Linked DNA regions of Mus musculus: regions 1, 3, 4, 5, 6 and 7 are each linked to region 2. The links are chromatin contacts, called in public HiChIP or PLAC-seq and promoter capture Hi-C maps. All regions are on one chromosome and are shown on one strand. Each heading gives the region's core, a stretch centred on a gene start, on an enhancer-like site or on the middle of the called end of the contact. The rest is flanking DNA. Distances are from core to core; before and after follow the strand shown.

Evidence for each region. Promoter capture Hi-C pulls out the DNA fragments that hold promoters and counts their contacts. HiChIP or PLAC-seq counts read pairs in DNA pulled down with a chosen protein or histone mark. Capture Hi-C pulls out chosen DNA fragments and counts their contacts.
Region 1: a promoter capture Hi-C map of pre-B cells shows a contact between it and region 2, with 7 times the contacts expected there. The contact joins the promoter of Usp37 here to the promoter of Rpl37a in region 2. A contact is called at or near these places in 2 of 39 promoter capture datasets (liver and pre-B cells), 1 of 484 Hi-C or Micro-C datasets (CD4 T cells) and 1 of 115 datasets of contacts at active chromatin or transcription factors (thymic regulatory T cells).
Region 3: a contact with region 2 is called in a FOXA1 HiChIP or PLAC-seq map of pancreatic cancer cells. The contact joins the promoter of Arpc2 here to the promoter of Rpl37a in region 2. A contact is called at or near these places in 3 of 39 promoter capture datasets (hippocampal neurons, liver and pre-B cells), 3 of 115 datasets of contacts at active chromatin or transcription factors (astrocytes, pancreatic cancer cells and stem cell-derived neural progenitor cells) and 2 of 9 other capture datasets (embryonic stem cells and liver).
Region 4: a promoter capture Hi-C map of pre-B cells shows a contact between it and region 2. The contact joins the promoter of Bard1 here to the promoter of Rpl37a in region 2. A contact is called at or near these places in 4 of 39 promoter capture datasets (the 3T3-L1 cell line, liver, neutrophils and 1 more), 4 of 484 Hi-C or Micro-C datasets (B cells, CD4 T cells, CD8 T cells and 1 more) and 3 of 9 other capture datasets (adipose tissue, liver and macrophages).
Region 5: a promoter capture Hi-C map of adipose tissue shows a contact between it and region 2, with 3 times the contacts expected there. The contact joins the promoter of Ttll4 here to the promoter of Rpl37a in region 2. A contact is called at or near these places in 2 of 39 promoter capture datasets (liver and pre-B cells), 1 of 484 Hi-C or Micro-C datasets (the G1E-ER4 cell line) and 1 of 9 other capture datasets (adipose tissue).
Region 6: a promoter capture Hi-C map of hippocampal neurons shows a contact between it and region 2, with 5 times the contacts expected there. The contact joins the promoter of Rufy4 here to the promoter of Rpl37a in region 2. A contact is called at or near these places in 3 of 39 promoter capture datasets (hippocampal neurons, liver and pre-B cells), 4 of 115 datasets of contacts at active chromatin or transcription factors (embryonic stem cells and large pre-B cells) and 1 of 9 other capture datasets (adipose tissue).
Region 7: a contact with region 2 is called in a promoter capture Hi-C map of adipose tissue, with 2.9 times the contacts expected there. The contact joins the promoter of Zfp142 here to the promoter of Rpl37a in region 2. A contact is called at or near these places in 1 of 39 promoter capture datasets (pre-B cells), 2 of 484 Hi-C or Micro-C datasets (CD4 T cells and CD8 T cells) and 1 of 9 other capture datasets (adipose tissue).

The regions. Positions count from the first base shown.
Region 1 is chr1:74,503,409-74,507,119 of GRCm38.p6, forward strand. Usp37 (ubiquitin specific peptidase 37) reads right to left here and starts at 2,413. Exons shown (of 24, transcript NM_001310662.1): 1 at 2,252-2,413. Cnot9 (CCR4-NOT transcription complex, subunit 9) reads left to right here and starts at 2,652. Exons shown (of 8, transcript NM_021383.5): 1 at 2,652-3,053. The coding sequence starts at 3,030.
Region 2 is chr1:72,709,450-72,713,181 of GRCm38.p6, forward strand. It overlaps Rpl37a (ribosomal protein L37a), which reads left to right and starts at 1,811. Exons shown (of 4, transcript NM_009084.4): 1 at 1,811-1,874; 2 at 2,223-2,351; 3 at 2,693-2,775. The coding sequence starts at 1,872.
Region 3 is chr1:74,234,986-74,238,651 of GRCm38.p6, forward strand. It overlaps Arpc2 (actin related protein 2/3 complex, subunit 2), which reads left to right and starts at 1,532. Exons shown (of 10, transcript NM_029711.2): 1 at 1,532-1,914. The coding sequence starts at 1,841.
Region 4 is chr1:71,100,169-71,104,334 of GRCm38.p6, forward strand. Bard1 (BRCA1 associated RING domain 1) reads right to left here and starts at 2,804. Exons shown (of 11, transcript NM_007525.3): 1 at 2,500-2,804. The coding sequence starts at 2,639.
Region 5 is chr1:74,659,968-74,663,795 of GRCm38.p6, forward strand. It overlaps Ttll4 (tubulin tyrosine ligase-like family, member 4), which reads left to right and starts at 1,735. Exons shown (of 20, transcript NM_001014974.2): 1 at 1,735-1,922.
Region 6 is chr1:74,123,210-74,126,998 of GRCm38.p6, forward strand. It overlaps Rufy4 (RUN and FYVE domain containing 4), which reads left to right and starts at 2,332. Exons shown (of 12, transcript NM_001170641.1): 1 at 2,332-2,405. It overlaps Tns1 (tensin 1), which reads right to left and starts at 1,339. Exons shown (of 33, transcript NM_001289895.2): 1 at 1,083-1,339. The coding sequence starts at 1,238.
Region 7 is chr1:74,586,482-74,590,267 of GRCm38.p6, forward strand. It overlaps Zfp142 (zinc finger protein 142), which reads right to left and starts at 1,547. Exons shown (of 9, transcript NM_001310668.1): 1 at 1,083-1,547. Bcs1l (BCS1-like (yeast)) reads left to right here and starts at 1,808. Exons shown (of 8, transcript NM_001305652.1): 1 at 1,808-1,912; 2 at 3,005-3,397; 3 at 3,479-3,618; 4 at 3,784-3,786. The coding sequence starts at 3,078.

The sequences.
Region 1 (3,711 bases), core at 1,163-3,662, 1.8 Mb after region 2:
AGACAGGTGGATTTCTGAGTTCAAGGCCAGCCTGGTCTACAAAGTGAGTTCCAGGACAGCCAAGACTATACAGAGAAACCCTGTCTCAAAAAACCAAAAAGAGAGAGAGAGACAGACAGACAGACAGACAGACAGACTTATAGCCAAGGCTGGTATATCTGAGGATTTGAATGTCTGCTCCTCCTGTCTCTGTTGGCTTTATGTAGTGCTGGAGCACAAAACTAGGGATTTGCCTGGCGGTGGTGGCGCACTGCTCACGCCTTTGATCCTAGCACTTGGGAAGCAGAGTCAAGCAGAGATTGCTGAGTTCAAGGACAGCCTGGTCTACAAAGTGAGTTCCAGGACAGCCAGGGCTACACAGAGAAACCCTGTCTCAAAAAAAAAAAATAAATAAATAAAAAAATAAACAAAGAAAAAAATCCCTAGGGATTCATGCATGCTAGGGAAGCATCCAGCAACTGAACTGTATCCCCAGAACATTATTTTACATTTTATCTTAAAGTAATGAGCACCTTGGCAATGAGAAAGCCACTGAAGGGTTTCAAGCAAAGAAAGTATACGTTATTTGAATGAATGGATAGTGTTGAGTTTGGGAAGAAGAGAAAACAAGAAAAACAAAACAAAACAAAACCCAGGGAGATCAGATAAGAAAGTAGTGTTTTTAACTCATAATTACAATAATAATTCTTACTTGACAGATTCTGAGTGTCAATACTTTAGGGAGTTTATAGCACTCATAATAATCCACTAAGGTGAGAACTTTTGTTTATTTGTTTTTAGAGACGGGTTTTTCTGTGTACCGCCACCCCCCCAACCCCAGCTATCCTGGAACTCACTCTGTAGTCCAAGCTGGTCTTGAACTCGGAGATCCATCTGCCCCTGCCTCCCATTACCCAGGTAAGCTAAGAACTCTTACTCCTATTCTACAGGTGAGAATAGGAATAAGGGAGATCAAGTCCCTATGAAAAAGAACTGTGGTTTGAATTAGAAAAGTCAAAGTGAAGAAGGTCAGAAATAAATGCAAAACATATATTAGAAGTAAAACAGAACTTGGAAAGGATATGAACACATAGGATGAAGAAATCAAGACTGCTTCTCAAGCTTCTACCCAGTGTCACTGAACAAATGGCTATGTGTCATCAAAATGGACATGCATGCCGCTTGTGGTGTAGTGGACACTGGAAAGGAGAGAATTTGGGTACAAGAGACAGATTGACTCCAGTTTTTAAAGGTATCATATTTGAAATTCCTAAGGGGAGAAAAAATCAAGCTGAGATGTTAAGCAGACAGTTGGCTATTTGAATATGGAGCTGAAAATAAGAAAATCTCAAGTTATCAACATATAGCAGAATTTAAAGCTTAGAGAGAAATGGAAGTACAACAGGGGAGAACCCCAGTCCAAAACCAAATCATTTACCCTGACAAAATTTCTTACCAACTGATTACATCTGTCCTTGGGTCTTCAGTCCCTCCTTTTCCTTTTGCCAGTATGCAACACTATTCTTTTGAATATTCACCCAAATATTAACATGACAAATGACAAACATCATACAAACACACTAGAGCCTATCTGTCTGGCCCAGAAGCCTCCTCTAATACTTAACACAATAAACCAAAATGCCCCCTTAACATTCCCTCTTAGATTAGTTCTTTCAACTATAGACTCATCAGGTACTGTTAACTCGCCAAAGGAATATCTGAAAAACACTACAGTACAACTCTCCAACGACACGGAACTTTATTACCTTTTTATTTTTCTCCAGATTTTGATTTAAAATTGGTTCAATAGACACCGTCAGTGTCCTGGCTAGATATGGGTAGCAACCAAAGGCACGACAAAAATTACACTCCCTTTCAGCGAGTAATGTCTAAGAGGAGTAGGAAAGTAAAGAATGGTCAAGCGGGCGTGTGAATATCGCAGTCAAGGTTTTAATGGATATGTGGCAACAAAGTCACCTGTAAAGACAGCAGGCCTTGCAGGGAGGTACGCTGAGACCACCTGAACCTTGGTGAAGAGAGGCCAGATTTAGAATGCAGAAAGCAAGTGACAACACGGACGCGTTAAAGGAGAAGTAAAGGGGGCAACACTCGAACGGGGCACCTGTAAGGCATTGGGTATCCAAGGACCCGGGGCGGGCTAAGCAGCAGCCGGGAGAACTCTGAAGTGGACGCCGAGTGGGCGGACCGCAGGGGTGGGGTGGGGGTGCCGGGGAAAACGGCTCAATTCAGAAGCTGTCCCGGCTCGTCTTACCTGCGCTAGAGGGTCCCAGCTCCGGACAAGCTTGCCGGAAGCACAAAGTTCCCGCGGAGGGGGTGGAGCCGAAAGGCTCGGAAGGAAGGGGCTCTACTAGCCCCAGAGAGCGAGGCCGGTCTCTCTCCTAGCACACCTAAACCCGCTGATGGCGGGAACTATGACTACACGCAAACACGTACGGACGCACGCACTCTCGACGCAACCAGTCCAGGCGCGTGCGCGTAAGCGCGCAAGTCCCGCCCCTCAAGCATTCGCTCTGCCCCTCACCATGCCCAGCCCCTAACCCGGGCGGCCCCGCCCCCGCCGTGACGACACTGTAATACACATGCGCACCGTCCACTTTACCAACTTTGGCCCTCCTACCATTTTCCTCACGCGCAACCGCTTGAGCATGCGCAATTCGTGTCCTTCCAAGCCTGCTGGCCTTTTCCCGCCCTTGTCTGGCCTTCGGGAGAAAGTCAGAGTTCACGTCTCTCAAAGGATTTACCTGCGATGCTGTGGGGATACGAGGGCCAGTAGTTTGCAGACGTCATTTTGATCCCGAATCTGAAGGTTCAAAGAACATACTTTGAGATTATTTGCTAGGCCGAGGTCCGGGAGGCGGGAAAGGGCTGGGTGGGCGGAGGGTCAGAGGTGAGAGGTCAAAGGCCCGCGAAGGGGGCGGAGCGAGGCGGAGGCGGATGGCGGCACTTCATCTTGGGCATCAGAGCCGCTGAAGCTGGGACGCGGGTCCGGTGCGTCCGGCGGGAGGAGGAGTGCGGCGGCCGCTCCAAACATGCACAGCCTGGCAACGGCAGCGGTGAGTGGTTGCTCCCGCTCGGATGTCCGTCTCAGCCTGTTTTCTAGCTCCCAGATCCGGGCCCTGAGTCCAGCTGCTCCTGCCCCTAGTCGCAAGGTCTGGGGGTCTCCACACGCCGACCGTGGCGGAGCCGGACCCCCGCTGTTCCCTCTCATCCCCTCCCGCCCCCTCTCCTGGCCTGGCGCGCGGCCTCTCGCGTTGTTTGCCAGCGCCAAGGCCTGGTCCCGCGCCCCGCGCTGCCCCAGCAGGCCATTCATTGATTCCTTTGCGCCTGGCGTCAGTTTATCTGGACGCGGGTTGTGAATGCTGGGCGTCGGCGGGGATGAGGATACTGCCACGGCCATTCGCTCTGGTCCCGTGATCCTAGACTTCCTCGCCTAGGCACATCTCAGTGGTTCGGAAATGGGCTTCTAGCTCAAGCCACTTGCTTTTTGCATGAGGAAAGACTTCCTCACGCCTCGCGTTTTATCTTTTAACAAGAAAAGCAAATCATGTATTATACCTCCCTAGAGTCGTACTATGGCTTTCGGTTAAATTTAGAGAAAGTAGACTCCTTCCCTGGCCTACAAGCCCTGTATGATGTGGTCCTTAGTCACGTTTATGGGCTTGGTTTTTGTCACTTGCTCCCTAAGCTCCGACCAAGAAGTATATGAACTTT
Region 2 (3,732 bases), core at 561-3,060:
TGTCTGCAGATATTGCTGTGTCCTGGGAAGGAGAGGGTAAACAAGATCTCCATGGCTGAGAACCATTTATGAAGTATATAGCAACTGGCATGTTTTTAATAAGCTAGCAAAGAGAGAATATGCTACAATATGCTAGAAACTGGAGTATAACACACATAATGGCATATACTGTTTTATGGGATTCTTGATTTTACTAGATTTGTATGAAGTGGGTCGCTGTGTAAGATGTCTTTCTTACAATGAATTAGAGTCAAAAAGACTAAAAGTCACTAAAAAGAGCAATGTAACCATCCTGGGCCTGTATTTAGCTACTCAAAAAGCTGGCATGGCAAGATAAAGGACTACCTGAATTGTAAAGGGAGTTCAAAGTTGGACAACTTAATGAGACCTTGTATCAGAATAAAAAATAAGAAAAGGCTGGGTATACAGTTCAATTATAGTAACTTGGGTAGTATGTATGAAGCCCTAGGTTCAATCCCAATACAAATAAACACATAAATAAATAAACACAATCTCAAATTATGGTAGACTCATAAATGCTAGCCCCAAATTACATGTTCCAAGAGGAAAACAAAACAAATAGAGGAAAAATTAAATAAATAATGTACAAAAATACTTAAGAATTAAGAGTTTCACAAACTTTCACATTACAAAGAGAATCAGTTCTTTTTTTAAAAAAAAAAAAAAGACAAATCTTTCCGAATATTTATTTATTTTCTATGTATAGATATTTTTCTTGTACACATATCTGTGGACCACGTGAGGTCACAAGGAGTCTCCTAAAAGTAGAGTTACACGCACTTTTGAGCCACCATGTGGGTGGAAAGCAGAGTCAATGAGCCCTCTTTCTAGCCCCAAGACAGACTTCTTTAAAATCAAACACTAACATCATTTCCCACTGGAAATCTTAAAGTTTAAGAAAATCTTAGGAGAGAGAAGTGTTTAAAAATTTCAGAGCCAGGCGTGGTGGCACACGCCTTTAATCCCAGCACTTGGGAGGCAGAGGCAGGCGGATTTCTGAGTTCGAGGCCAGCCTGGTCTACAGAGTGAGTTCCAGGACAGCCAGGGCTACACAGAGAAACCCTGTCTCCAAACCTCCCTCCCCTCCCCCCCAAAAAAAGAAAGAAAGAGAACCACCACTTTAGGGTCTTGGGTTCAAGTAGCCTCTATTCCTTACATTATCCCCAGAACTCTGATCAGCAACATTTCGTAACTCTTTTTTTTTTTTTTTTTAGATTTATTTATTTATTATATGTAAGTACACTGCAGCTGTCTTCAGACACTCCAGAAGAGGGCATCAGATCTCATTATGGATGGTTGTGAGCCACCATGTGGTTGCTGGGATTTGAACTCAGGACCTTCAGAAGAGCAGTCTGCGCTCTTAATCGCTGAGCCATCTCTCCAGCCCATTTCGTAACTCTTAATCGTGACGAATATGACTGTCTCCCAGCCGAACTGTAACTCGGCCTGGGAGCGGATCCTAGGCGTTTACTATGGCCAGCATCTAGCACCCGGCCTGGCGATTTTCCGAAGTATAATATAGTGGGAAGGCAATGCGCCTCAGTCACAAACGTCGCGCTTTAAACACTTAAAGGCAAGCCACCTAAAACCCGTCTCTTCGCGAGCAGAACGCAAGAAATCGCATCTGCTCTGCAGAACTTTGGTTATGTGTAAGCTAAGAAGGATGTGCTTCCAGCTCGTGAACCACTTCTGCGCATCTATGCATTTCTCAGTGGAGACAGCGAATAAACCGCCAGAACACCGAGTTCACTTCCGAGAGAGGAGGTCGCGTCACTTCCGCTCGCCGGTCTAAAACCGCGCATGCGCATTGCGTCCCTTCCTCTTCGGACTTGGGCTTGGGTTCCGGCGACATGGTGAGTGTCTTCGTAACCGCTTTGGAAGTCGCTATCCATCGTCATCTGCCTTAGTCTCCGGCGTCCCGCTCTCAGCCCACCTCGGGTAGTCTGTGCTGTCCCTGTCCTGTCTGCTGTCGGGCTTCTCCCGGCGTCTGGAGCCCCGTACGCGGCCGGAGGCGGCTCGGCGGGGCTTGGCCCAGCGCGGTAGTTAATGCACAATCTGGAGCCTTTTGGCGCTCTGTGGGCGCCTTCCTTGATGGTTGAGCTTGAGGGAAAACAGGATTCAGCCGAGTTTGTGCTCAGCGGCGCGTTGGCGTGCACCGACTGGCTCAATGTCTCTGCTCCGTTCCTTTCCTCTGTCAACAGGCTAAACGCACCAAGAAGGTCGGCATCGTCGGCAAGTACGGGACCCGCTATGGTGCCTCCCTCCGGAAAATGGTGAAGAAAATTGAAATCAGCCAGCACGCCAAGTACACTTGCTCCTTCTGTGGCAAGGCAAGTCGGCCTCGGGTTAGGGAGGAGGGTGCCATTGCTCCCGAGCTAAGGCGGTTTGGGCTCGCTTTTTGCGGAGCATTCGTTGTTTACTTGCAACTAGTGAGGAACTTAAGGGTGAATGGTTTGGAGAGGAAAAAGTCCGATCTTGGGAAATTGATAGCGATGTCAGCGCATCTGTACCAACCCCAAAGAGGTCTGTTTAGCCTGTAAATAATACTCTGCTTGGGTTACTAGAATTTAACTGCTAATGGATAAGCTGGCTTTTCCATAGTTTACTCTCTGGAAGTCTCAGGGATTTTTTTTTTATATATATTTCATAACAAGATCTTAACTACTTACAGACCAAGATGAAGAGACGAGCCGTCGGCATCTGGCACTGTGGTTCCTGCATGAAAACAGTGGCCGGTGGGGCCTGGACCTACAAGTGAGTGTTTTCTCCTGTGGTATAGGAAAGGCTATGGACTGCACAGCCCGTGTTCCAGGTCTGGTGCATATCGGATTTGTTTTAGTTTAAAGCAAATCATGAGTTTGGGTTTAAAAGTTAATAGTTTTTGGTCAGGGCTATACAGTGAAACCCTGTCTCAAAAACAAAGTTATGGTTATAGATAAAAGCTCAGAGCCGGGCGTGGTGGCGCACGCCTTTAATCCCAGCACTCGGGAGGTAGAGGTAGGCGGATTTCTGAGTTCGAGCCCAGCCTGGTCTACAAAGTGAGTTCCAGGACAGCCAGGGCTACACAGAGAAACCCTGTCTCGGGGGAAAAAAAAAAAAAGAAGAAGTTCAGACTTTGATTCTCATATTCCTTTTGAATTGTACAGTCACCATGCTCTTTGGAAAATTACAGTTGATCTAAGTCCATTGGTGTTTGTGCTGGACTTGACTTAACACTACAAGTTATTTCTATAAAATGGTTTGAGGTTAATTGACTCGGGATTGTATAGAACATTGGAGGCTGTTTGGGCATATTTAGTGCTATGACCTTGACAGAGCCAGATGTTGTTGAAATGAAGCCTCCTGTCATTGTTTGCTTTGTTCTTAAGAGCTTTAGCATCTCAAACCAACAGCTGCCCCTCCACCCCTGAGTTTGCTGGCCAGAAGTCTGGTATCCAAGTGGTGTGGTGTTTTTATACTTCCAGCATGGCCCTCTGAGTGTGGCTAGTTGCTGAGGAGGTGAACATGTGGGTTGCAGTTTTTCTTGACGCCTTGGTATTGAAAAAACAGTCTGAGTGTGTTTAAGAGCAGCTTGAGTGCACAAGGAGTAGTGGTAGCAAGTGCTCTGTCCTGATAGGTGACTGACTATTCATACACAGTGTGTGGTCTGGCTGTTTGGTTTGGGGGTGTAGGCTTAAAACTTATCATAGGCCTCCTCTATCCTGTCTACAG
Region 3 (3,666 bases), core at 282-2,781, 1.5 Mb after region 2:
CTATTGCTTAGCATACACATTTGTGCTTTGGGGTTTGAGAGATGGCTCAGCAGGTAAAGTACTTGCTAGGCAAGGCTGATGACCTGACTTTCATCCCAGGATTCCACAGTGGAAGAAGATAACCAATGTCCAAAAGCTGTCCTCCAGCCTCCACTCAACAACCACGATGCACATGTACTCTCCCTATAATAATAAATCTTAGAATTCCATATTTGTTCATTTGCTTTGAGACAAGAGACAAGGTCTCACCATGCAGTTCTGGCTTGCTTGGAACTTGCTGTGTAGAACAGACTGGCCTGGAACACACAGAAATCTGCCTGTCTCCACCTCCCGAGTGCTAGGATTAAAAGTATGCCTCACCACAAGCAGCAAAAAAGATTTTTTTAGAGACAACTGAAATGAAGTAAGAAAGGCATATTGGTGTGAACTGAGAATCCCAGAACTTGGAGACACCAATACATGTTCAAGGCTAGCCAGAGCTACAGAGCAAGTCCCTCTTTCAAAAATCTGGACAAACAGGGCCAGGGCGTGGCTCAGCAAGTTGTGCCTGTTGTTAAGCCCGATGACCTGAGTTCAATTCTCAGGATCCATGTGTTGGAGAGAGAAGGGAACTGACTACCAAAAGGTGTCCTCTGATCAATATCAAACAAAATTTTTTTTTTTATTGCATGGAGAAGAGGCTTAATTAAAATTGTTCCTGGAAGAGAAAAAAGTGGAAACATGGTACCCAAGCTGAAAGGACAGGTGGCGGTGGCGGCACTTAAGCAAAGAAATAAAGGTATGACAGGAATCCCTAAGGCCCATCTGGATTCCTTTCCTTTATTGCCCAATAACAACGTGGAATTTATTGCGTTTTTGTTGTTGTTGGTTTTTTGTTTTTGTTTTTTTTTTTTTTTTGGTTTTGGTTTTTCGAGACAGGGTTTCTCTGTATAGCCCTGGCTGTCCTGGAACTCACTTTGTAGACCAGGCTTGCCTCTGCCTCCTGAGTGCTGGGATTAAAGGCGTGCGCCACCACGCCGGGCTTTTATTGCGTTTCTTTTAGCAGACCATAAGCTTTAGAAGGTCAAGTCCTCATCTATTGCATTAATCACTGTATCCCTGGGAAGGAGAGATGGCCACTAAACAGTCGCTGGCGAAGAATAGGCACAACGGTGCTGCAGGGTAGCCCTAAGCACGGAATGAGCAAAAAGCACCCACAAGTTGGAAGCAAGGGATCCCCCCCACCCCAAACAAGCTTCTTAAGGGGGCTTCTGAAATAATATCGGAAGGGTGGAATCAGGCTTCTGGAATATTCGCGAAAGGGGCAGGTGGATTGTACGGACAACGGGGAATGACAGGTGAGCGTAGGACTCTCCTGGTCAGGAGGAGCGGGGCGGCGTGTGGCGCATGCGCACGCATGCCCTCTGCCTGCCTCCTCACCGGGACGCGCTTGCGGGCGAGTGCACGCGCGAGGTCGAAGCGGAAATGGCGCCGCGGGGCCGCGCGTGCGGGCGGCGAGCGGAAGTGGGTGTGAGAGCGGAAGTGGCCGGCTGGAGCCGGGGGCTGGGCGGGGACCGGGATCGTCAAGTAAGGCGGCGGCGGAGGCGGCGGCGGCTCGGCAGGCGGGTTGAAGCTTCGGGGGCCAGGTCGGTCGGGTGGTGGCTGCCTGCTACAGGCAGCGCGTGCCGGGCCAGCGCGTGTGTCCGCCTCTCCCCACCCCGCTCCCCGTCCCCTTCTCCCCTCACCTACCGCACCCAGCCCCCCTCGTCAGGGGCAGCGGGGCCGCTCCCTCCGTCCTACCCTCGATTGCCCACCCTCACCGCCCTTGTTTCTCCTTCCCCTGCCCGGGGCAGCCGCCGCCATGATCCTGCTGGAGGTGAACAACCGCATCATCGAGGAGACGCTCGCGCTCAAGTTCGAGAACGCGGCCGCCGGGTAAGCGCACGCCGGGAGGAGGCCGAGTTGACCCCAGCTAAATCCCGGGTGGCGTCCAGCTCCCCAGCCCTAGAGGGGGACAAATCGGGAACCTGGCGCGGCTTCAGGGTTTCCCTGGCAGGATGGACGTGGGAAGCCACGGGGCGCGGTGAGCCGAGGGCCTGAGATGCGTGGGGAGAGGCTGAGATAGGGATGCGGAAGCAGCGAGAGGACAGGGGCAAGGCGTGCCAGAGAACAGGAGACCTGTAGGACGTGAGGGCAGCCGAGGCCAGAAGTCACGCCCGAGAGCCTACGGTCCTCAGGGGGGAAGAGAGGGGTGCACTTCCCTCTGTCTTTTCCGTCATTGTACCGAACCCAGAGAGACCCTTTTGGGGAAGCTGGATTGAATGGAGTTTTCAGGAATTCCCAGGGCGAGGTGGGAAGAACGTGTAGGCCCAGATCGCCACCAGCATTCTGCTTCCCCACCCCCATCTCTCGAGACCCCAGGAAAAGCAGGAGGCAAGACTGAAAGCAGACCCAGGCTGCTAGGGGGGTAAAAAAAATCTCTAACCTACTGTGAAACTAGCCATTTTGTTATATATCCTTTAGGCAAAGCCAACGGTTCTCCATCCACACTCTCTTTAGCTCTCGAGACAAGCTTGCTCTATTTACTTATTGGTTGTGTGTCTTAAATTCTTATCAAAGACCCCGGTCTTTGATTTCTTCTGTAGTAATGCCGACTGGGTTAATAGCTGCTTCTGCTCCCAGAATCTATAAAGTTCTTAAGATAACCATTTATAACATCAGCATCTTAATATATGGGACGTATTTCCAGCCCTCTCTGTCATACACAAAAAAGCAAACTCCTCCCTTAAAGCCGCGTTGCCTCTCTAATATATTTAAAACCTGAGCAGAGGAATTGGGTTTTAGGTTCTAATTTATGGTGGCCTGTGGCCATTCCTTTGCCTCATTTCCTCATTGGTAAAGGTGGGGCTTCACATTTTGGTTTCACAGTTAGGAAATAAGTGCAGGCTGTTTTCTGTGAACTAGGAACTAGAAATAGGAAAGTGCTTGCCGATCCACAGAGGGAAGAGGACTGGGAGAGGGGGAATTCATTCATTCTCCCCCTTTAATTCTAAGCATTTGTAATGAACTTGTGGTTCACAGACATCGAAAGCATGAACCCACTACTTACTCGGAATACATTGTCTGCTCCGTCTCTTTTGTAAGGTTACAGATTTTACCTGCAAAACAAAATGGGACATTCCTTGAATTGGTGCATTCAGTGTCATGCTGTTTCCTGCCCTGGACTGCAGTTGAGCATTTGTGCACCTCACTTGTTTCTTGTCTGCAGCTTCTTTGCATTTTGAGTTTTGGAGTTAGTCAACACAGGGCACTTACTGTGGGTGAGGGGGGTGCGTGCTTTTTTTTTTTTTTAATTAGTGTAGCACAAAGGAGGAAGTTAAAATAACTTCTGCATTTTCACTGCTGATCTTAATACATACATTCTCAAGTCTTGACTAGCAAAGAATGAGTCCTGGGTGGTTACAAGCTGATCTACAAGATAAATGGCTGTGTGTGTTCAAGTGGAGGCATGCCTTTAAATGGAGGAGGACTTTCACACTTACTTATTAATAACTTGATTCTAAGATGTGACCCATTATTCAGAACTTTCTGTAGCCCTTTTTCTTTTAGAAAACTCTCCTTAAAGTTCTGTGGTTGGTGGTCTATGCCTGTAGTCCAAGCACATTCAACTGTAACTCCAGCTTTCAG
Region 4 (4,166 bases), core at 1,554-4,053, 1.6 Mb before region 2:
GAGCTCTGAAGCTCGGGGACAGGAGCACACCATTCAAATAACATGCCACTCTGGGTGATGATGAGCAAAGCAGCAGCAGACTGTCCAGGGTTGCTCTCCTCTAGCAAGCAGGAAGGGAGAGGCAGAAAGAGCTTGAGAGACAGCAAAGCCAGGAAGAAAAGCATTTCCCATATGACCTAAACCATTTCCTGTGAGCTGTAAACCAGTATAACCAAAGGGTCTTTAAACTTAAGTTTGCTTCCTTAAAACTGAGTCTGAGGCTGGACATGGTGCCATACATCTGTAATCCTAGTGCTAAGGACACTACAGCAGAAGGTCACTTAATTTAAAGATAAGATGGGCACAAAATATGTTCCAGGCTAACCCAGGCTATGGAGCAATCTGTTGTATCAACAGAAAAATAAAAGAAAGAAGGAAAAAAGTTTGAAAAGTTGTTGCCTCTGGTCCAAATCAAGCCAAAACAGCCTGCTTTCCCACAGCCCTTTGAACAAAGAACATTTTTATACTTTCTGTTTGCTTTGGTTTGGTTTGGTTTTCGAGACTGGGTCTCACGATGTAGTCCTGCAAGCCAGGAACTCAATGTAGACCAGGCCGGCTAAAAACTCAAAGGCAACTGATTGTAACAGCCTCCAGAAAGCTGAGTGTAAGGGCATGAACCACCCACTCCCAGCCTTTTAACCCTTTTAAAGAAAGTAGAGATGATTTGTGACTGAAAAACCTAAGTAATATTTATTGACACTTCACAGGGAAAAATTAATTCAAAGTCCTATATGAGCTTATATCCTCTAGTAGTTAAAATAAACTCATTTAGCAGAGTTTAATAAACTGAAAAAAAGAAAAACAAGACCACAGGAACCTCATATTCTCTGGACAACTGGATGTGGCATAGTACAGCCTGAGCCTAATTACTATTATCTTCAGGCCCTTGACTCTTACGGTAAGCTAGCTCGCTTAGTTTAAAAGAGCTGGCAGTTGGTAAAAAGGGAAACTGGTTGTTTAATTTTAGGACAACCTACAGATTATTCATATTACTTTATCTAGTTAGTCTCTTCCAAATGGCTCAGCAAGCAGACTAAATCATTTTCTCATCACATCTTTTTGTGTCCATTTTGGATAGTCACCACAGGAAACAACTTACATGTATTTAATTTTTTCTTGGGATCCCTGAGGCAGGGTTACAGAAACATTGGGAAGGAAGCTTTGCTCACGAATGGGCTCTCCATACTCGGAACACTGTTTGGTATGTATTCATTACATGTTTATTATCAAATCTCAATATTAGCAAATTAATATGTGAATGAGCAAACCATTATTACTGAGGTACAGAGAAGACCAAAGATGTGGCTGGAACCTGAACTCATGTGGTCTGACACATTCTAAGTGGAAGAATATGTGTTTCCATCTGAGTTTAACTGTGGTTCAACTATTTAAAGCAGTGGTTGGGTCTCAACCTTCCCTGATGCTACAACCCCTTCAATATAGTTCCAAACGTTGTGGTGACCCTAAACCATACCATTCTTTTCTTTGCTACTTCATAACTGTAATTTTGCTACTAAGCTGGGTCTCCGTTCCTAAGACCTAAATGTGTGTCCCAGTGGTCGCGACCCACAGATTGAGATCCAACATGTGCGTCATCACTGGCCTGCTACTGCAACTAGAAGTTGAGTTTCCGATGTATGTCTACACCCAGGATGATCCGTATGCTTTAGGAAAACACAAGCAGAACTCAGAACGTGTTCATGTTAACAGAATCGCCACTCTCCTAAGAAATACAATGCCATTCTTTCAAATACTAAGAGTTTGTAAAAAAAAAAAAAAAAAAAAAAAAAAAAGAATAATTTAACGTAAGTGCAAAGTTTGTTGCCAGTTAACTTTAAAAAAAAAAAAAAAAGTTGCAGTTAACACTGTATTTGTAGTAAAGACTGAAGGCTTAACATTCGCTACTGCCAAAGAGAAAAAAGGGGAAAGAAGTATATTTCTTGGTAGTATTCGATAAACAGCCTCAGGTAAGAAAGTACCACTTAGGAGTGCATTTCAGACTGAATAAAATCCAAGAGAGGGCATGTTGGAGGATCAGTGGTACAGGGCCATAATCTAACTAAGTTAAAATTGCGATGCTCAACAAACTGCCATCGCCAAACTACCGGTCACCAGGTCCCTAGCCTCCCATTCCCCACGCCGAGCCTGCTACTAGAGAAAGGACCAAAAGGTCAGCCTCACAGGGGCTGTTGTGCCCCGCACGCAACCACGGGACCACGCTCCCAGAGGACCGAACTCCAGGACCCCAGCAGCACTAGCTCGGCTCAGCTCCGAGCGTCACCTTCGGGGAGTGACCAACGAGCTGCGCTTTGAGCCACGCCCCGAAGGCAGTTCTCCCGCGAAAATTCGAAAAGTGCCGTTTGAGTCATCTTCGTTGCAGGTGGCTGGGAAGCCACTCAGAAAACTCAGGAGTGGGACACGGAGGGACAGACGACACTAGGTCGCCAGGCCGGTCCTTACCAGCGGGAGCAGCGCAGCAGCTTCTCCAGGCGGGCAAGCGCCGCGCGGCTGTGGGCCCAAAGCCCGTCGGTAGCCGGCTCCATGGCGGGCACGGGAGCAGGCTGGTTCCCAGAGCAGACCCTCGGCGGCCGGCGTGGCATTCCCACAGAGGAGGGGAGGTCAGGTTTGCTCTAGCGCCGCACCCCGCTGGTCACCGCCGGATCCTGCTGCGTGCGGAGTCTCTGAATTGGTCGGACGCCTCCGGCTCGGAGGCTGAAACGCGGTAAAACTCAGAGATGGAAGGACCCGGCTTTAGGCCACGCCCTCAAGGCCTGAGGGCGGGGCTTTAGTAATGCGGTCCAAGTTCCGGAAATGGAGAGGCGAGGCTTGAGAGGCCACGCCCTCAGGAGGTGTAGGGCGGACCGCGGAAACCAAAGTGCCAAGGCGCGGGGTTGAGGAGGCGTGGGGAGAAGTCACCTAGGCCTGTGGCCCTAGGAGGCGGGGTATAGCGCGCTCAAACTTCCTGAGCGGGAAACTGAGCGGCGGGGCCTCAGGCCACGCCTTCAAAGAGGCGGGGCTCCCCATGGGTTTCATTCCCACCCCCTCTCAGTTTACTGAAACTGTGCTTACCTAGAAGTTGGATTCTAACCCTCCCATAGCCTCAGGAGCTTGCCGCTGAAGCCATCTACAAAGAGTGGCATTCAAGCTACTGTTGAACTTGGACAAGCTTTTCCCATGACAATAAAAGTACTACCCTTTATATAAGAAAGTTCTCTTTTTCTCCTTGCTGTAGGATATAAGAATCCGCTAAATACTAAGTTTCAATTTCACTTTTTAACTAGCTGTAAATATCCGACCAAGGGCATCTCTTAGAAGTTCTGGTGTGCTTTTAAAATATGATAAACTGCATAAAACGTTTTTGTTTGCTAGAGGGTCTACCCTCCCCGGGGATTTTTTTTTTTTTTTTTTTTTTGAAACGGCGTCTGTTTGCCAACCTAGCTTAAACTGTGAAGCTAAGGGTGACCTTGAACTTCTCAGTTTGCGATCCTCCACCTCTGCGCGATAGGGGATTACAGATATGCACCACCACGCCCAGCTTACATGGTGCTGAACTGAGTTTAGAGCCTCCTTTATGCTAGAAGTATTCTACCAGCCAAATCCATAGACCCTCCTGCGGATCTGAATATTAACACTGGGCAAGCACAGCCCGCCCTCTCCACAGCTTCCAACCTATGAACACATTCTTGCATATCCCCTTTTATTTCTCTGTCTCTGCTTAACCGCCCCAGCTGCCTCTGTTTACCTTAAAGTTGTTCCTTCTTACTGGAATCCACACATCTGCCTAGATTGCCTCCCATCCTTAGGCCTCACTAAAGATATACAAGACATTACCAAACACAAAATTAGTCTTGGCACTACCCTGATTAAACTCTAAAGGTGGAAAGGCCTGGAAGGTCCTTTAATCCCAGCACTAGAGGCATGGAAATGGGGGGAGGGGGGGGGAAGAGCAGGTGGATCTCTGAGTTCAAAGCCAGCCTAGTCAACAGAGTTCTGAGACAGTCAAGACAAACCCTATCTCAAATAAATAAACAAACAAACAAACAAATAAAACTCTAAAGCTATTTCTTTGATGAGATATGAGGCCTATGCCAACCTGGGAAAGCATGCCATTATTCTCCCGTGGAGCT
Region 5 (3,828 bases), core at 485-2,984, 2.0 Mb after region 2:
CTTGTAAAGCCATTTTCCACTTTACTTCTGATAGACTGTCTTGAATTTCCTTAGAAAGTTCAAGGCCAGGCTTACCTCGTAAAGCTATACTCACTGGTACTCTCGTTCCCCAGCTGAAAAGTTCTGAATTCATACAGTTGAATCCTTCTTAACAGTCTGCTTTACGGGAACCTTTATTACCGCGACCCGCAGTTCTGGTTCTGGAATGAGGGATCTTCCTTGCGCCAGTCCCGAGTTTTTTCTCGTCCCGGAATTCGGCACCAATTGTTATTAGACGCGTTCTCACGCCCGGCCAGGAAGAACACCACAGACCAGAATCTTCTGCGGCAAAACTTTATTGCTTACATCTTCAGGAGCAAGAGTGTAAGAAGCAAGAGAGCAAGAAGCAAGAGAGCAAGAAGCAAGAGAGAGAGAAAACGAAACCCCGTCCCTATTAAGGAGAATTCTCCTTCGCCTAGGACGTGTCACTCCCTGATTGGCTGCAGCCCATCGGCCGAGTTGACGTCACGGGGAAGGCAGAGCACAAGTAGTCATAAGATACCCTTGGCACATGCGCAGATTATTTGTTTACCACTTAGAACACAGCTGTCAGCGCCATCTTGTAACGGCGAATGTGGGCGCGGCTCCCAACATTTTTCTTCAGCTCCAGCACTCCCATTTTGTCTAAGAAAGTTCATTTATACTGTATATTGGTTAAAATTCTGAATTTATCTGATTCTATAGCATTACTCAATTGTTTTCCTCTATATCCTGTATACTGAAGTTAGAGTCAATGCTTGATTAGATTCAGCTTTTAAATTGTTAAAATTTAACATTTTGTAAAATAAGCCATACTTTATAAATATTGCTGTGTAATCCAAATCTCATCAGGAGACAAACTAGATAATTGCCCTAGATTTCCTGATCTAAAATTGATAAGTAACCCTTTCATAGTTCAACATCTGTCAATGACTGTTGCTTAAGTATTTTGCTACTAAGTTCAAATTGTTTTCACCAGGCTAGTTTTTCTCTGCATAGCCCTAGCTGATCTGAACTCACTCTGCAGACCAGGCTGTCCTCATACTCAGAGATCCACCTGCCTCAGCCTACCGAATGGTGGGGTTAAAGAAGTGCACAACCGGTGCCCAGGCCTCATCAGGTTAGTTATATCGTTAATTATCATAGCCTGTTTGAGAAAGCTCCTTTTGCCATCCAGCTGACTTTATAGTTCTCTAAATTTAATAGATCCAGCGACATCTGAAACAGGGGGATCTATTCTGCGTGGAGAGATTATGAAAGGACTCACACTTAGGTAAAGTTCTCACTCGAAGCCCATAAAACTGGTAGTTGTAGTTATGTCTTGCTTTGTCTCGTCCCGCTCCGTGTTTGGATTTAGGGAAAGGTGAGTGGGAGAGAGTTAAAGTGCCTTGAGCCACTTCCTCTTACTTGCCTCAAACTCATGGAATTTTGGTAGGAATTCTTTAATAGAGTCTTGGCGCTGTATGGTCAGAGTCCATAGTGGTTAGGTAGAATGAATCGTGGATTCCCAGAACGGAGCCTTTACTTGCAGGACTACAGTTCCCAGAATTCCGCTCGCAAGAGTTCCACCGTGTCGACAAGTTTGCGCGTGCGCAAATTCCTTGCACTTTCTCTCTCCCTCCCCCCAAGTCCCTCCTTCTCCCCCCCCCCCCCCCCCCATTCTCTAGGCTGCACAAGGGCTGGGATTCGGCGCGCTTGCCTCGGGCCCTCCCCCTCCCATTCCTTTCTGGCCTTAGATCTGTCCGCTGGGGGCGCGCTCTGTGTGGGACAGAAAGCGGCAGAGCGTGGGTCGCGTGGCGGAGCTTGGTTGCTAGGGACACCTGAGGTCGCCCGCTCGCCCAGCAGGCGCAGCGAAGAAGCGGCGCGGAGCCGGCGTCCAGTCGCGGCGAAGTAGGGTACCGTAGGTGAGTGTGGTCGCAGAGCTGGTGTCCGACCCCGGCCGGCCGTTCCCGCGTGCCTCGGCCCCAGCCCTTGGCACCGGCCCCCAACCCCGCTTCCGGTTCGCCACCTCGCCTTTCTCTGGTGAGTCGGAGACCGGGGCCTCCTCCCGGGCCCTCTCTCGAGTCCTCCTCGGCAGCCTCCACGCGGGGAGAACTTCGTTGGCTTCTCCTCGGGCGGCCCGAGCCCCACACCCTTCTCGGTCCTGGTTTCAGCGTGTCCTCTTTCCCGCCGCGCTGCGGTTTAAATTCTGGCTTGGGTTGAAATCCCGGCTCTTTTCAGGGCCTGCTTTTTCCTGACCCCACTCTGAGTTATCCATACACACTTTCCTACATTCCAGAAGCTGAGATCCTAATTTAACTCATTTATCCAGCCATTTTTTTTCATTTAATAATTTACAGCTTTTATAAACATCGACAAGTAGGTAACGAGTGAAGCCACTATGTAAGGTTCCTAGGGAGGGTACATTGGTGAGCAAGACAAACGTGTTTTCGAGAGTTTATAGAACAAGAGATTTTTAATCAAGAAAGCATTTGCCATACTGATGTATGTGCTGTGGTAGAAGTGAAGCGCTTAACCGCGATTTGTTTGGAAAAATACGTCACCCCACCTTCAGTCTTTACATTCCGGTTCTGAATCTTGGAAATGTTTTAATCAGCATTTGAAACCCTTCCTTTATGGAGTCATTTTGAATATTCCGAATCTCAATTTCAGCGCCTGTTGATTTGGCCAATCAGCAGTAATCTGGAGGAGCCTTTAAGAGCAGGTACCGTTGGATCCTATGCCTTCAATTGTTGCAATACTGAGATTATTTGCATAAAAACTATTCCCTTTATTGTCTGGAAAGTTACTAGCGATTTACTGATTAGACTCTAAGCCTGGCCCTGAAAGTTATCAAATGTTCTCAGGGAGTGAAGAAGTGGGAAGATATTCAAGTTACAAAGTAGCTTTAGAAAGATACAGCATGGCCTGAACAGAGGTCCGAGCTCAGTTGTGTTTGTTGGGAGCCATTCTGTGAGCTGGGCTTATTAGGGCCCAAGACTTAACTTAAAATGAATCTATTTCCTGACTTGTAGTTTCCAAGTGACTTTAGTTTTTTTGTTTGTTTGTTTTTGTTTTTGAGACAGGGTTTCTCTGTGCAGCCCTGGCTGTCTGGAACTCACTCGATAGATCTTGAACTCAGAGATGCACCTGCCTCTGCCTGCCCTGCCCTTCCCATCTTTTTAAGGTCCTAGGGATTGAACCTTGGGAGTTACACATTCTAGACAGTCAATCACTACCACCAAATTAAAAGTCTCAGGCCTGGAAGGTTTTGTGGGACCATGGGATTTTAAAACTTATTTTAAGTAAAACATGAGCAAAAGTATTTAGTAAGTTCGTTTGCTCTTTTTCTCTTCTTACTTTCTTCTTTTGTTTTGTTTTGTTTTGTTTTTCTAGACAGAGTTTCTCTGTGTAGCCCTGACTGACCTGGAACATTCTCTGTAGACCTCGAACTCAGAGATCCAGCTTCCTCTGCCTCCTGAACGCTGGGATTAAAGCTCTGTGTTACCACCTATGTAATCCCAGCAATAGTTTCTTGTTGTTTGTTTGTTTTTTGAGACAGACTCTATGTAGTCCTGGCAGTTTCTTAGTCCAGCTTGAGAATACACACTTTTTAAAATTCTTAGGGGAAGAGATGAGTATATTCTTTGTAAAGATAAAAAAGCAGGGAAATAGCATCAGGGTTGTGTGTAAGAGTATAGAAGGGGTGGGTGACGGATAGGTTGGTCAAGAAAGATTTCTGGCTAGAACCAAGTGATAGAGTCTAGAAATGATGCAGTTTAGGGTTCTTGATTGATTCATTTTCCCTGCCAGTTTAAGAATTAAAAGGCA
Region 6 (3,789 bases), core at 1,082-3,581, 1.4 Mb after region 2:
CACCAATATGCTCTCATCTGTGCCCTAGTGGTGTAGCCAGTCAAGTGGTGCAGAGGAGAGTCTTGGGCACTTGACGCACTCACAAAAACATGTGCATAAGTACATATTGCCATATCGGCCCGCCTCTGTCCGTATGGAGGTGCCCTGGGATGTGGTTGCAGGATGCACTTGGAGTCAACGCTAACTCTGCTGGCCTCCAGTGGAGAAGGAACTGAAGGGCCCCAGTCTCGCCCAGAACAAAGTCAGCACACCATCCCATGAGACTGCTCCTCCTATCCCGAGAGGGAGACTAGGGTTCTGCAAGGGCTGAACTAGAGATGGCCAGTCCCTGCTGATACAAAACACCATTTTTTTTCCTCTCCAGGAAAATACAGAGCCTATGCAAAGCCCGGGGTGTCCAGCCAGCCTGCTTCCCTGGTCATCACTATTTTTGCTCCTGGTCACTTTTCAGCATCCAGGTTCCAAGACTCACCGAGAAAAGAATAGGAGGGAGGAGAAAGGGGGACTCTACTGGACCCACCCACCTCCTCAGATCCTACTGTGGGCCCTGCTGGCTCTGACAGCCCCGTTCCTCCTGGTAGAAAACACCAAGACAGCCACCATTCTGCCCCCCCCCCCCCCACTCCAAGCTAAGAGGATATTAACCTTTCTCTCCTCACCCCAGCACCCTTGGGTGGTTCCAAATTCTCACTAATAGCCTGCTGCCTCCCTCTCTCTGCCTCTTGCTTTTTCCTCTTTCTTCTTGCTTGTTTTGGGTTTTTTGTCTTACTAGTTTTGGTGTTTGGGAGAGTTTGAGTTGGGGGATTTGGTTGGTTTTAGTTTGTTGGAGAAACGATCTCACTATGCTGGCCTTGGCTTAGAACCTCCCTGCTTCAATTTCTCTAGCAGTGGATCACAGACCTGGCACCAACGTCTCACAGGTATTTGCCCTTCAAGGACACCAGAGGCCCAGGTGTGACCTCCACAGAACTGACTGCAGGGCCCTCCCACTCTCCTACCTACACCTTCCCAGACTCCTTACTGTCCCAGATGGACCGGGCTCTGCCGTGCCCGCTGCCCGCATCCGGCCCACAGCTCCCTACCTGAAGCAGCAGCCGCCTCCTCGGGTCGGGCGCCGCACCCCCGGGCTCACAGCGCTCGGGCCGCGCGGGGCCCGGCGGAGTCCCGGGGGGCTGCGGGCCGCAGGAGGGCAGAGGCTCGAGCGCCTCGCAGCACACCAGGCTCACGGTGCAGCCCATCCGGCCCGGGACCCGGCGGGCCCGGGGCGGGGACGCGGACTACCCGCGAGCCGGCCCGCCCCCCAGCCCCAGCGACCTCTCGGCCCCAGGCGTCTGCGACGTGGGGAAGAAGGGCGACGCCCCCGGCCCGCCCCGTCGGAGTCCGCCTCCGCCTCCGCCACCGCTCTGCCAGGCAGTGGGAGTGCGGGGCCTGGCGAGGGGCGGCGACACGGACGCTGGAGGCAGAAGGCGGGGAGGGGACCCGAGGGCGCGGGAAGGCGGGAGGGGCGGCGGCGGGATCCCCGGGACAGGCTGAACTGGGAACGCAAGAGAGCGACGCCGTGACTAGTGAGCGACTGAGAGACTGACACCAGAGAAGGGATCTGAAGGGACAGAGACGGTGGCATGGAGGACGAGGGGAGCGCCGGGGTTAGATCTGGCTCTGCACCGGGCAGAAGGGCGGGACATGGAGCAGAGAACAGCACGTTTGGGGATCGCTCTGAGCCCTACTTACAAGTAGTTCCTCGAGCTCGTAAAAGTAGTTCTAGAAGTCCCTAACCCTTGGTTTTAAGTGACATGCCAGCCTGGCCTAGAAAAAGGATGACCCCAGCACCAGGAAGTTGAACGAGAGCAGCGGGAAAGACCACCCTACACCGAGCAGCCCACCTGGCGTTTCCATCCCCGGGAAGTGGGTACCAGGGCTGGAAGGAAGGCACCCCAACACTGACTGGGATCCCGCAGCTGGCTGGGGTAAGAGGAGGGAGAAAGACACTTGGTGGCCGTTTGCCCCTTCTCCCCACCTGTGTCACTTTCAGTCCAGTGACAGAAGAGACAACTCGAGAAAAGGAGCCCACTAGCGCTTCTGTCAGCCCCTTTCCGCCATCTACTGGCAACAAGACAGAAAGACAGGAGCAGGTGCCCGGGAAAGGAAGCCCCTGCCGGTGTTGTGTTTTGCCACCAACTGGCCTCATGCCAGATGACTTTGAGGAAGCCACCCATTCTGCCTCAGTGCCCTGATCTTTCTCTACCACTTCTCCCTGGCCAGGGTTGGTCCAGCCCCCTTCAGGCTGGGCTGAGTCACTCCCCAGGCAGGAGAGCTGGAAAAGACTGTGCAGAGCCCACAGTCACAAGGGACATACTCAGGCTACAGAATCCTGCCCACATCCCAAACAGACAAGCTTTTCTCAGGTGAGCACGGGAGTCCCTGGGCTTGGGGATTAGGTAGAGAGACCCTAGAAAAGGTCTGTAGAGAACTTCTTTTTTGTTTGTTTTTTGTTTTTTGTTTTTTTGAGACAGGGTTTCTCTGTATAGCCCTGGCTGTCCTGGAGCTTACTTTGTAGCCCAGGCTGGCCTCGAACTCAGAAATCCGCCTGCCTCTGCCTCTCCAGTGCTGGGATTAAAGGCGTGCGCCACCACGCCCAGCTTGTAGAGAACTTCTGTCTAACCCTTGGTGTACAGGTCAGGAAAGTGGAGCCTAAGAAAGGGTGACCAGTCCAGGACGGGACCTTTATCTTCTGACTCCCGATCCTGGGCCCCATGCACTGCTGTCCTAGCCTTTCTTTTCTTCTTTTCCCTTTCTTCCCCCCATGATCCACTGCTACAGGATCATGCCAGAGCTACCCTGCCCACAAACTCCAGCACTCCTGCCTGGGAAGCTGGACACCTGGCCTGGCTTTTGATGCCAGGATCTCAGCCTAAGCTCATTCAACATCCTTCAAGGGCAACAGTATCCCTCTCTGAGCCCCAGGACCCTTGAGAGACAGAAGTAGAGTTCTACGAGAGAGGGTGGTGGGATTCAAACCAGGCACCCTGCTCCCCACACCGAACATTGGTTCAGTCCCAATGTTGCACCCTCTGTCTACTTCTGCATGCTTTCCCAGAGAACATACATTTTCCACTCAGCTGGGGCCCTGGAAAGGATGAATGTGGGTCCCAAGGCAATGACACTCTGCTGAGGCTCAGGGGCTAGTCCGGGGGAAAGGAGGTGACAGTTCCCCTAGCTGGGTGTCCCCATGGTGCAGGCATTCTGTTCGACTCATAAGGAAGTCTGAGCTCAGCTTACAGCTTTGTGATACTGGGCTGAGATTTACCCTCTCTGTGCCTAGTCACCATGTGTAATGCTATGCTCTGGAGGCTACTAAGGGGATTGAATGAGACAAAGATGTCAGCAATGGCCAGGGTGACCAACACCAGTGATAGCTCAATAAGTAGAGACTGCTGATACCATTGCATGCACTAGCAAGATTTTGCTGAAAGGACCCAGATATGGCTGTCTCTTATGAGACTATGCCGGGGCCTAGAAAACACAGAAGTGGATGCTCACAGTCAGCTATTAGATGGATCATAGGGCCCCCAATGGAGGAGCTAGAGAAAGTACCCAAGGAGCTAAAGGGAACTGCAACCCTATAGGTGGAACAACAATATGAACTAACCAGTACCCCGGAGCTCTTGTCTCTAGCTGCATATGTATCAAAAGATGGCCTAGTCAGCCATCACTGGAAAGAGAGGCCCATTGGACTTGCAAACTTTATATGCCCCAGTACAGGGGAACGCCAGGGCCAAAAAGGGGGAG
Region 7 (3,786 bases), core at 297-2,796, 1.9 Mb after region 2:
CATTTACTCTTAACCACTGAGCCATTTCTCTAGTCTCACACTTTTTAAAAAATGTGTTGTTAGGGATCAAACCCAGGGCTTTGTGCATGCCAGGCAAGCACTGTACAAATGATCTATCCCAATACTGAATGTGGAGCTTTGAGGAGTTTATTGGCATTTTTCACTTCACTGGACCCTAAGCATCAACAAGCTAGGTAAGTTAGACAAAATGGAAATTCTAGTGGACCAGCTGAGTTGCAGTAAACCCAGATCTTTTAAACTAAGGTATCAAGCCAGTGGTTCCTCAAATACAAGGTAAATTTCCAATTCACTAACTTACTAAAGCCTCCAGTGGGAACACAACTGAGAAACAAAGGTATTAAACTGCATGTCCTGTTCAACTCGACTGAAATAAATGAGATAATCTTTTTAAACTTCCAGGACTCAGGAGGCAAAGGCAGGCAGGTATCTGTGAATTTGAGGCCAGCCTGGTCTACATAGTGAGTTCCAGGACAGAGCTAAACAGTGAGGCCCTGTTTCAAACAAAACTGGGTCACTGAGTATGTGCCAGGTGAGAGTGGCTAGTTCTCATTCTACAGAATCCCTCCACGTAAAAACAGCACGAGGGCTGTAGGGATGGCGCAGTGATGAAGAGCACTGACTGCTCTTCCAGAGGTCCTGGGTTCAATTCCCAGCAACCACATGGTGGCTCGCAACTATCTGTTAATAGGATCCGATGCCCTTTCTCCTGTGTCTGAAGAAAGCAACCGTGTACTCACATACATAAAATAAACAAATATGTCTTTAAAAAGCATAACAGCAGGAACAGACAGCAATTCAAGAAGGAGGCAGGGAAGTGCACTTCCGTGGTCAGCGAGGCTTTTTGGAAATCACAGCCCCCACGGACTACTAATTATTGCTGCTCTAGGCGGTCTTCCAGCCCATCACATGGCCTCAGGAAGATGCGGGGGAGGAGGTAGGAGAGAGCCAGAAAGAAGTAACGTGCTTTTGAGACTGGAGAAGCAAGGGATACCGAAGCCTGGGGAACAAGGCAACCCTGCGTAGGCACCTCAGTTCCCACGCGCCTCTGGGCTTTGACTCACCGTGTAGCCTTGAGTCGATGCACTTGCCTCGCTTCTCAGGACCTCAGCTTTCCTGTCTGTAAAGTGGAGGCGGCGGCGACGACAGCTTTTACACTGTGGGGCGACAGCCAAGTCACGAGATACAGCGGAGGAGAAAGGCGTTTTGGAACCTGCAAGGCTTGGGATGATGCATCGTCACGGTTCTGGTCCTGAGGAGAGGCAGCGGATACCCGGGCGGGGCCCGGAGCTGTGACGCGACTGAGACGCCCGAGTCCAGCAGAGATGCGCCCGCGCCCCTCTCACCGGCGCGCTCCCCGCAGCACCTCCTCCCGCGGGCTCCACCTCCAGGGCCCACTCAAGCTGGAGCTAGAGAAACTTTTACCTTCAGCTCACAGCGCCCGCACTTCCCCTGGTTCCCGCCGACAGCCGCTCTCTCACCTCCTACCCGTGGGCTGGCGGGAGCTGCATCTCTATGGTCCGACTGGGACTGGAGTGGCTCCTCGGGGGCCTTTGATGTGGCCGCCCCCGGCCCAGGCGCCTCTAGGAATCTGACGTGTGGCAGCCACTCTGTCTCTCTTCAAGGCCCGTGCTACTCTATGGTTTCCCCTCTATGTCCTTGAGTACCCCCCTTCTGAAGCCCCAAAGCGGAACCATCGAGAATTGCAGGGAAGAGTGGCAAGGACTCCGTGGTGGGTGTGGCCGGAAGTAGATGCAGCAGTCCGGGGCGGGACTAGCGGCGCTGCCTCTTCGTAGGCCCGGCGAAACCATCGAGTGTGAGGGCCAGAGAGTCATGGAGGGAAGGGGGCGGAGTGACAGATTTCTCTCTCCCACGTTCCTGGAAGCGCGAGCAGGTCTGTGTATAGGGTGTCCGGGAGTCAGCTGCTGTGTGTCAGGGTTCGGGAGCCGGGGGCCAGGAGATCTTCGTCAGCGGCTCTCCATGCAAAGGTGCTTTGGAATTCTGGATCACAGCTCCGAGCCTTAGCGGAGGTCACGGCTGTCAATTCACCAGTGGGCCGGTGTGCCAGGCAGAGGAGTGGCAGTGGAGAAGTGTTGCAAGGAGAGGTGTTCTGGAAATAATTGCCATTTTGTCCCCTTAGGCATTGTCTTAAGTTAGGCTTAGTCACATCTTAATTGGGTTGAATTTGAAAAAGGCTCCAAAAAAAAAAAAAAAGAAAAAGAAAAAGGCTCCGTGGAAGAAGTAGACTATATGATCTCAATGAAAAAGAATGCCTAGAATAAAGGGGTGGGGGTCATTCGGTACCAACAGAACTGAGAGAGCTAGAAGTAGGTAGTGATTTGCTAGTAAAGGTACGCATTCTAATGTAGGCATCCCTGCGTATCCGGCTGTGGTATTTGAACCCAATGGGAGCAAGGCACCAAGGGTGCTGGAATACAAGTGACAGAATTGTAGCGTGTCTGGGATTGGTGGGTTTGGATGATGCAGGTGCTGAAGGTCCATTCAAATATCACCTCAAGAACCAAAATAACTTGCAAGAAATAGTTTAGGTGAGAAGTAATAAATGTCTGTACAGGACATTAGGAACGGGGTGTAAGGGAGAGGATATTTGAAAGACATTTCTGATGGTAAGGCATGTGGTCATTGACAGAGCAATGGAAAAATCACCTTTGCCGATTCCATTCAGTGGGGACCCTTCTGTCTAGCTCTTGCCAGGGACCAGAGTCTTGCCTTTCTAGTATCCTGATGTGGAGCTGGGTACATTGCTTTTTGGAATTGAGAAACTCTCCAAAATGGCCTTCTGGCAAAAGGTCTAACTGAAGAGCAAAATGGATTGAAGAGCCTGGGGTGTTTGCTGTGGCATTCCAACACCATTCCTACTCCACTGAAACACAGTCCTGCTGACCTGTCCATCTTGCTTCTGTGGGAGGGAGCGGAGCAAGATTGACTGGTCTAGTTTCTATACTAGTCTTATGCTTTCTTCCAGTTCTGCTACAATCCATCCCTCGGTTTTGACAGTGCCTCAGAGCCTATAAGCATCTGTGCTGCTTCTTTTCAAGATGCCATTTTCAGACTTTGTTCTGGCCCTTAAAGACAATCCCTACTTTGGGGCTGGATTTGGGCTGGTAGGTGTGGGTACGGCTCTGGCTATGGCCCGGAAAGGAGCCCAGTTGGGTCTAGTGGCATTCCGGCGCCATTACATGATCACACTGGAAGTCCCTGCCAGAGACAGAAGCTATGCCTGGTTGCTTAGCTGGCTTACCCGACACAGCACCCGCACTCAGCACCTCAGTGTTGAAACCTCATACCTTCAGCATGAAAGTGGCCGGATCTCCACCAAGTTTGAATTTATCCCCAGCCCTGGAAACCACTTCATTTGGTAAGATAGGAAACTAGGTAGGGCTCTGAGGAGAGGGTGGATCGATGGAGGAAATTGGGTCACTTTGACAATTTTATTCAGGTATCAGGGAAAATGGATCCGGGTAGAACGAAACCGAGACATGCAGATGGTAGACTTGCAAACAGGGACTCCTTGGGAATCTGTCACCTTCACGGCCCTGGGCACTGACCGAAAGGTTTTCTTCAACATCCTGGAAGAAGGTATGAGATGGGACAGGCAGGCTATCAAAGTGGGGAGGTTGGGCATCTGCTGCTTGGAGAGGAGGAATAAGGATCCGAGTCCTTGGGAGAAGGGTACCAGGTCAGAGCTCTACCTGACTGAAGCATCAGCATGATCAAGGGACTGTTTTACTTCCTTGCTCCCAGCTC